Linked DNA regions of Mus musculus: region 2 is linked to region 1. A link is a contact called in public promoter capture Hi-C data. All regions are on one chromosome and are shown on one strand. The core of a region is the stretch at or near the end of the contact, and the rest is flanking DNA. Distances in the headings are between cores, read along the strand shown. Region 1 has its middle 100 kb from the start of Gm42264. Region 2 overlaps Epha7 (Eph receptor A7).

What was found. Promoter capture Hi-C pulls out the DNA fragments that hold promoters and counts their contacts.
Region 2: a contact with region 1 is called in a promoter capture Hi-C map of hippocampal neurons, with 5 times the contacts expected there. The contact joins two enhancer-like sites. A contact is called at or near these places in 1 of 39 promoter capture datasets (hippocampal neurons) and 1 of 115 datasets of contacts at active chromatin or transcription factors (astrocytes).

Annotation. Positions count from the first base shown.
Region 1 is chr4:26,928,237-26,932,724 of GRCm38.p6, forward strand. No RefSeq gene overlaps it. Among named protein-coding and RNA genes, the nearest start is that of Gm42264, 100 kb to the left of the region's middle. Within about 2 kb of position 2,050, at least 5 of the 459 cell types and tissues checked have an H3K27ac peak or open chromatin away from gene starts, as enhancers often do. A contact at or near this core is called in hippocampal neurons, where this site is marked.
Region 2 is chr4:28,932,336-28,936,823 of GRCm38.p6, forward strand. Epha7 (Eph receptor A7) reads left to right here. Exons shown (of 17, transcript NM_010141.4): 6 at 3,369-3,493. Among named protein-coding and RNA genes, the nearest start is that of Epha7, 120 kb to the left of the region's middle. Within about 2 kb of position 1,761, at least 19 of the 459 cell types and tissues checked have an H3K27ac peak or open chromatin away from gene starts, as enhancers often do. A contact at or near this core is called in hippocampal neurons, where this site is marked.

The DNA.
Region 1 (4,488 bases), core at 800-3,299:
TTTGACAAGTGTATTACATGTTCATTTTAGCTGCACTGCTAGGTGTTATTGCTATTAGTGATACAAATATTTAAGAAAATTTCATTGTCTTGAAACCTAATTATTCTCAATGAGCTTTTGATTATCTCAATTTCTGACCTTCATTTCAGGTTTGCTGATTGACAGCTATAATAAAAGCTAAACAATACACTTTATGTTAAAGAAAAAAATATATAAATCAACTATTTAGGCAGCCTACAGAACCTGAAAACTTAAAACTTTTTTAAATATTTGCTTCACAATTTATGAGGTATTTTCAAAACTTAAAAATCTTTGCACATTGCACCTAATATTTATTTCTTAACATGTGCATTCTTTATGAATTGCTTTTCTTTGTAAATTTTATGTAAATATTCATATGTCCAGTGTAGACTCTTACATTCATTAGTTGCTAATATTGATTAAAATTTTACACATTTTTTCTGCTAATACTGATCAATTCACTATTGGCTTGAAATTCTCACAGATTTTAAGTAAGTAAGCACTTTTCAAACATTCTTTCTTTTTTATTTTTCAAAGATATGTACACTTTTTTTCCAGGTCTGTGTTTCTGGAAACACTGGATTTGTCCGGTCTCTACCTTAATTTGGCTTCGCTGAACAAGCTTTATGTGTGCTACCCACCGTCTTGCCATTTTCTCCAAGGTCTGACTGTTTCTGGGAGAGTAATAACCTAGCTATTCTTTAAACACACCCAATTTTCTCTGATTTTAGCATGTTCATTTCTTGAGCCATGACTTTCTAGCCCTTTACATAAGCATCTTTACTTTGTGAAACCTCAGAATAAAACCTTTAAATTGCTGAACCAACTCCTGATCATTGAGCTTTCTTATCATGCACTATCTCTATTTATTTATTTATTTATTTATTTATTTATTCATTTATTATTTTTGGTTTTGCTTTGTCTCCCTCCATGATACTTTTTTTGCAAAGATCAAACATGCATTTGTATAAAGTCGTTTAATATGTTTAATAGGACAAGATCTGTTCTGCATTAGTGAGGCCACAGTATACACAGTCATTGCCTCTGTATGCGCATTGATCATGGAGAGTGTAGCTACTGAATAGAAACTTCAGAAACCCTGTAGAAATTTATCCGGTCTGTTCAATTGAAAATGGAGTATTTCCCCATTCCAGAAAATCCCCTAAGCCACGTTTACGTGCCAGCATTGTTTCTTTCTTTCTTTTTTTTTTTTTTTTTGTCTTTGGGTGTCTTAAAATTTCAGGGAGCTGAAAGCTACTGAACCCAATATGTTAGAATATACTACATCTACAAAATATTTTGCTGTGTTAGCATGAGCTCTCTCTCTCTCTCTCTCTCTCTTTCTCACACACACACACACACACACACACACACACTCACACACACACACCCCTGAGCACAAGCACTCTTGTTTAATCTTACATTGATTAAAATGAAGAGTGCAATATTATTCTTCGGTTCATATTCTATTTTAGTTTTTGTAGAGCAGATATCACCAGTATAACAAATGTTTTCTAGTCTTCATTTTGATGAAAGAAAAAAAAACAGATCATATTATATAAGTGTTAAGTGCATCTTATATTGAATACTGATAATCGTAATTTTCTGTGAGTATTTCCTAAGATCAGTCATCTATTTTATGACTGTACACACAGAACTTCGTCGCTTGAACTTTTTCCGCTTTATACATAGACATTTTTATAAAATATTCATAAGAAATTGTTGACTGTAGAACTGTGGCAATTCTCTGGAGTGATCCTGGGAGTTTTTCCGTCAATGAGCTCCATGTGGCTCTGGCAGCATGGGCTACGCTCCATAAATCAGACTAAAACCATTTTATGCTACTTTCTAAAATTACTGCTATCAACAAAACCCATGAGCCTGAATTACTTAATCTATGCAGATGTTGTTAACTGCATTAATTATTTAATTCTGGCAATAAAACAGCAGTTGTATTTGCCTTCATACAGACAAACCATTCACAGGGTTCGCTTTTTGAAAGAATGTGTAATAATATAACCACTAGATGGGAGTAGACAACCTTCCAAGCAATGAACAGTTTGCCACTGGAAGTCCCTAGACTTTGATGTAAGGTAATTCTAGGTTACTGTATCACATTTCTAACCAAAGCTCAAAGAGGATCCTTTGTTAACTATTGGAAGTTACATTGAGATTGAGTTGTTTATGTCAAGAACTGAACTGATCTGAAAACACTTTCCTCTCCAGGGCCAGGATTGTCATCTATATGATTTCACGGTGAGCAAAGGACGCAAAAATATACATTTTTTAATGTCTTTACTGACACAGAACCCACTTTAGATCATAGTTAAGAAACTAGTAGTTTGACAAATTAAATTCTTCGTTTTGAAGTACAGCTGTGTTCTAAAAATAATTACATAAACTAGACCTGAAAGAGAGGAATCGACTAAGCTCCCGCTGTCTTAAGAAAGATGGTTAATTGAATAGTTCATGCACATGTGCTGAATAATAAGCACCTCCAATCAAAGATAAGTATAAAACAAAATGAATGTTTTTAACTGGGTGAGCTGTGCCAGTGAGCCTCGACCGGTCAATGAAGTTATAATTGGTTCTAATTACAACATTTCAAGATGTTAATGATTTTGTTGTTGTCATTGTTAACCTGTATCTAAATCAAGAACAAAGGTAAAATAAAAAAAAAAAAGTTAGAGGAAGTAAACGTAAAATGACGAAGCTGCATAATTCTTTCACCTTAGTAACCATATCCAAAACTCAGATTACTTTCTAGTGAGGCAAAGATGGATGATGCACAAAATGTTCATCTTAAATGGCAGTAAAGTTTTTCCTCAAGAAAAAAACTGTAATCTTAATTTTAAATGTTAAAATGAATCTTGCTCATTTCATTATTGCTCTTACCACCCGTAGCAACACAGGCAGTGCAGTCATCAATATAAGGCAAAGGCTATATTGTCTGTTGAAATCTCAACCCTTACGACTCTTCTCAATTCCTGAAACCTGTCTGATTTTCCCTGTACAGCACTCATCTTCGAATCAGATTTGAGTTTTATGATAGTATGCTTTATTCATTTCTAATTGTTACTTATAGTTCAATTATAGATGTATTCTCTGGTTTCTCTTAATAATATGCTTCAGAAGGTTTTCAAAAATTAATCTCAGACTAGATTTTCTATATTGGATATTGTAACCACATTTTCCTGATTTCAAACTCAGAAGACCACTACTATTCAATTATATCTTCACAGATGTAAATTTTACTCCAGTTTTAATATTTTTTTCAAGTTAAATATTATCATTTTTAAATGGCAAAAATTTAATAATATGTTTTATGGCAATTTTGCAAATTTAAATAACTAAGTAAATGTTAAATATGTCTCTTATGCTATTAGCTTGTAATAATACGTCTGTCAAATTATGAGCAAGAAAAGTTGTCTTTGTAATAGTAGATAATAAATGCAATTTTAAAAGAATATTCTAACTAGATTTAAATATCTTTATCACAGCATTAAGGAAAAAAGAATTATGTAGTAAAAATAGTAAAAATAACATTATTTTTCTTTAATATGTTTTAAAATAACCATTCTAATTCATACAAATGTTAAAATCATATGAAATCAGCTTAGTCTTTCAAATGCAAATGTTACTATGAGCTTTAAGGGGATGGTAAATTGATTTCTGAAAAACAAGGCTATCGCTAGGAAACACATACAAATTTCAATTCAAAATCAAAAGTTATTTAATTATCTTATGTGAATAAGCCTTAACAGAGTTAATATAAAAATTCTTATACTATAATTTAATCATTTTAGTAAGAAAAGTAAAAAAAAAGTTACTAAATGGTTATTGTTCTATCTTAGCTTTAGTTTTAAATAATACAAATATTTTCATGTATAGTTACATTTATTTAAATTTTCCAGTTTTAGTACTATAAGGGTATACATTGATTAATTTTTGGAAGGAATGTAGTACTAAATGTGTTTACATTTTTCTGTTTTCTTTGGCCACCTACATTTTTTGCATAATTTGTTTTAGCATCTTACTGGGCTTTGCACCCTTTACTCTCTGCTTGTTTGAACAGTTACTTTGGACTCTCTTCAGTATAAAACCTCATAATAGCCACAAAAAAATGCACTGAGTGTAAGTGTTCTGCTGTATTTAAACTTTCCTATGTGTCCACTCCTCCATTAATAAAGACTGGCTTAAATATTTTTAACATAATTGAAAAATTTTTTATGTGCATAGTTTTGCTTGCATGTGTGTTTATGCACTGTGTGTGGAAGCCAAGTTTTCTAATCATAGTAAAATGAAAGAGTGAAAGACCTTATTAATTGTAAGTGACTAAATATAACATGTATTTATTCTATTATAATTTCTTAGGTGCTGTTAATATTTTATCTGATAATAGAAACATGGTTTTGCAAATACCCATACATTATATTACCCTATTCCCTTGTAAAATCACATATACTC
Region 2 (4,488 bases), core at 511-3,010, 2.0 Mb after region 1:
TTTTCTCTACTACATGGAGAAAAATTTCTCTAACCATGCATGTGCATGCAAGCCTTCATACATGCACATACACACACATACAAATAGGCATGCTTAACATTTTTGCAAGACAAAAATGAAGGCCTTGTTCTGTAATCTAAATGTGACTTTGAAATTGAATCAGAAGTTAAGATAAAAGATGATATTTGGCTGTATAGATATCAAACTGTACAAAGTAACTCTTGGTTTAGCTTTATATGTCAGTAATCCATCCTGGTTAGAGATTATAAATCTAAAACTTGATCTTACCAAATCAAAACATACTTTTTTGCTTTATTTTACTTTGAATTTCTGGATTCATAAAAATCACCAACTTTGTTATCGTGCTATTGAGATTTACTATTTATCTATGGAAATTGTGCCTTGATTTCCTCAGGTCATATGTTAATTATCATTTAGTATAGATTCCAAATACAGGTAACAGTCTACTACATGGCTTGGTATTGCATGGTGTATTTTATATCTCTCCTTATGCTTCAGAAGAATTTTTGAAAACCAAGAAAATTGCATCCCTCTCCCTAGTTCAAAGCGTCAAATTTGAATATTTCCATACATGGAGGTGGGAAATGTATCCGTGAATCATTCCATACAAACTCTGCTAAAGATTGTTAGATAGCTTTGCCATATTAATACTTCCTAACAAATATTTCCAAGTTCACATTATTGCTTACTGCTTATTAGTTTCACATCAGTTCCAATTGAATTATATATTGATTTCATTTTAATAAGTATGGACATTATAAATTAGTGTCATACCATGCAATTGGTTGTTAAATGTTATGTAATTTCATTTTAGATTTCATTTTCAGAAATGAACCATGGGTTATAATTAACTGAGCATTTGACGTGAGTAGATATACTGTGTTTCAGAAAGTAGATTAGATATGACAAGGTAACCACACGGTGCATTGTGTTTTAGCATCAGCTCACCTATGACTCTCTTATATCAATTACTTTGTAAACTGACCTTCTTAGAATCTGACTAGTTCAGAGTTATCTGTGTTTATAGATGGTATACTTTGGTGGCGCCTGTCTTCTATACCTAAAATAGTAGAACTTGGGGAAAATATTATCAGTTTTTCTGAACCAAAACCTTGTATTTGAAGGGTTTTCTTTTGCATGACTCACTATTCTCAAGTGTCAGTTGCTAACACTTCTGTCTATGCCCTCTGAAAGCACGTGCCTGAATATACTGTCAGCAGAGGTTTTAAAGTCAAATAGGTGTACGAAAAGATCAGTGTGTCCCCTTGTGGGCGTGGTTTCCTGTGCAAAAGCAGAGACATCTGTTGTGGCATGGTGAACCATTAGTGCAATAGGGTGAATTTCAAAATATTACACATTTCAAAGGGTTTTTGGCACCCTTTCTCCCATATCCTCAATTATCATAATTATATCTGTAAAAGTTCTTTTACAGTTTCAAATAGCGAGTGTAATTTTAGTGTAACTTTCAAAACTCAAGTCTTCTTTTACAGTAGAGCTTGCTCCACGTGGCAGTAACTAAGCAAGGTGTATTTATAGCCCGCATTTTCTCCAGAGCACTGAGAATCCAAGGCTTCCTGTGTCTTTCAGTTTTGAGAAGGCAACTAAGAAGAGTTTAAGCAGTCACTGAAAACTACAGTGTGTGATGCATGCTATTTGAAAGTAGACGGTAGTCTTAAATGTGTTAAACAACATCACCCATTCCTTCCCAACTTGATTTCACGTAGCCCAACTAAATTATATGCAGTGATCACACAGCAGTGTGTGGGTGAGCATGTGCAGCTCTTTGCAGTATTTCCACCTGGGCTGTGTTCTAGGTTTCAGAGCAAATGAGACTTTTGAAACGCCAAATGCAGCAGGACCTTCTTGTTGGTTGGTGTTTACGCTTCCTGAGGCCATGGAGGCCACTCACACATCTCACTTTGTGAGCTGCTCTAAGCCTGGTCTCCCTCAGTGTAGAGATAGGTTTTCATAACTACTGCAAAGGGATAAATGTTGTTGAAAATGGGTTTCTCATTGCAAATTTGTTTCACTGCAAATGTACCAGATATGCATTTACCTGTAAATACAGTCTACAGAAAGCCTCACCTGAATTTTCTTCAAGCAAAAGACATTCCACTTAATCTGCCTAGTTATTTTTTTTATTAATGTGGGCAAAAATGGCAGTCATGAATCTTCCTTGCCCTTCCTTCAAAACCGCAAAACATAGAATATGATAGAATATGTGCAAAATGTGTTTTCCAGACATTGATGCAAGAAAGTATTATGAAGTAGAAGAAACAAAAAGCCACAGGGATAAACATCAGAAATTTGCTTAAATGGCTTTGGTCCCGTATAATTGCTTTTCTGTCAGCAGGATTATTAACAATTTCGGACATCTGAAAATTAAATTAACAGCCTTGAAAATATTTTACAGAATGAGATAGAGCATGATCCATGAAACATAATGACCCCACTGAAAATCAGCCAAGTCGGCGCAGCTACTCACTTAGGCAGAGGGGACGAGTAGTAAATCATCACGGAGCAAATTGGACAGAGCAAATTAGCTTACTGAATTCCAAAGCCTTGGCTACCAGAAAGAGGATATGCCTCTAATTAGAACGAAGGAACTCAGCGCATACTATTATCAGCAAAGGGAGAGAAAGCAACACTTTAGCTTTGAACTGCCTCCATAGAGGCTCACGAGTCAGGGTTACAGAGGTGCATTACGTATGTCAGGGTGTAAAGCCGACGGCATCCCATGCCCAGCTTGACATGGGAGAATTTGCACATACTGTAGCATGTTCACCTAATGAAGTGTAAAACTTCTCACCAAAGTTAGTTGCTGTTCATTCAGACTGGAATATATATGTACATCCGCATACACAAATGAAACATAAAAACATTTTAAAGTGTGTACCCTTTAAGTGAAGACGCTGCTTCATGAACTTTTATTTCTCTACAGTATTCTGATTTTTTTTATTTCGTTTGAAACGTGTATTTTTGTTTTGTGTAAAATAAATATTTGGACTCGGTTTATCACTGGAGATTAATCTGAAATCATATTTTCTAGCCTTAATTAGCATTCATTTGCTTAATTGTCATCCTCGGCCCCATGATTTTCGTTTTCCAGCAACTTGAACAATGCTATCTTCTGCTGTTTGCACTTTCATTTAAATTTCTATTAAGGTTTATGAACAGTAATAAGGTCCTGTTTGAATATTCATTAGCTTTTGAATTGTGAGCTATGAAAAGGTGCTTTCTTTTACCTTAATGAAACTGGCACGGCATGGGACTGATCAGTTGTGACATATGATTTGAGGCACCCGGTGAATTCTCTCATTGTTTATTGACACATCTTGTCCAAACAGCTCCCTCGCAAGTGAGTGGAGTCATGAAGGAGCGAGTACTGCAGCGGAGTGTGCAGCTTTCCTGGCAGGAGCCGGAGCATCCCAATGGAGTCATCACGGAATATGAAATCAAGTATTATGAGAAAGTAAGTGTGAGAGAGCTGTGGCGCCAACAGTGCGGTGCCTGACACCATCCAACTGCGCTGCATGCAGTCCTGGGCATTCCACTACAATTCGGAGCTACATCAGGATCCATACTTACTATTAATAGCCATCACCACCACCTCTGGTTTAGGATTGTGACCAACAGCTCTATTGGTTAGCTTTCTGTGTCACACAAATGAGAATATTGTACTCGTAGTGGATTTCTTCAGGTTTTTTTTTTAATTTAATTATTCGATAGAGCGCTTTTATGACACAGAAACTAATCAATCCAATACATTTTGAACAGTGTCCCTTTCAGTCAATTTGTGTGCTTAATGAAACTTTAATTTAGGGCTTTCATAGGACCGATGTTTTCAAATACTGTTGTAATAGCTGATGATATTGTGCATAATATGTATATAATACCCTCCAACACTAAGATTGTCATGATGTTATTCCATTCCTTAGATTCTCTAGCATAAATACAGAATTATTATGCCTTATGCCTCTTTTTCTATAGAAAGTCTAAAACTCATGTGGTGTTCCTTTCTATACTCTCCATAGAATGAACAAATATTAATAAGAAAGAATCTGTCCATATGAATCCATTCATCCATGTCTTGTTTAGAAAGGATGAAACTGTCAACCTTATTTACTAACACTTATGTGAGTTTTACCACACAGAAACACATCACTCAATTTAAAATGCAGAAACCACCACTAATAAATAGTATGACCATAATTGTAATAAATGATACTATATACATTTAATGCAGTTAGGTGAATGCTCCAGTACATGAAACTACTTCACTATTTAGACATGATTATAAAAATAAATCCTAATATTTGACAAAATTTGGGAATGATCAACTTCATTAAAATGTGTACAATTCAAGGCAATGGCACTCCACACCAGGTAAGGAAAACCAATATGGGAAGTGCCAGTGCTCACGTTAAAATACCTTGGCTTATGATTTTCATTCTGATTTGGTTTCTT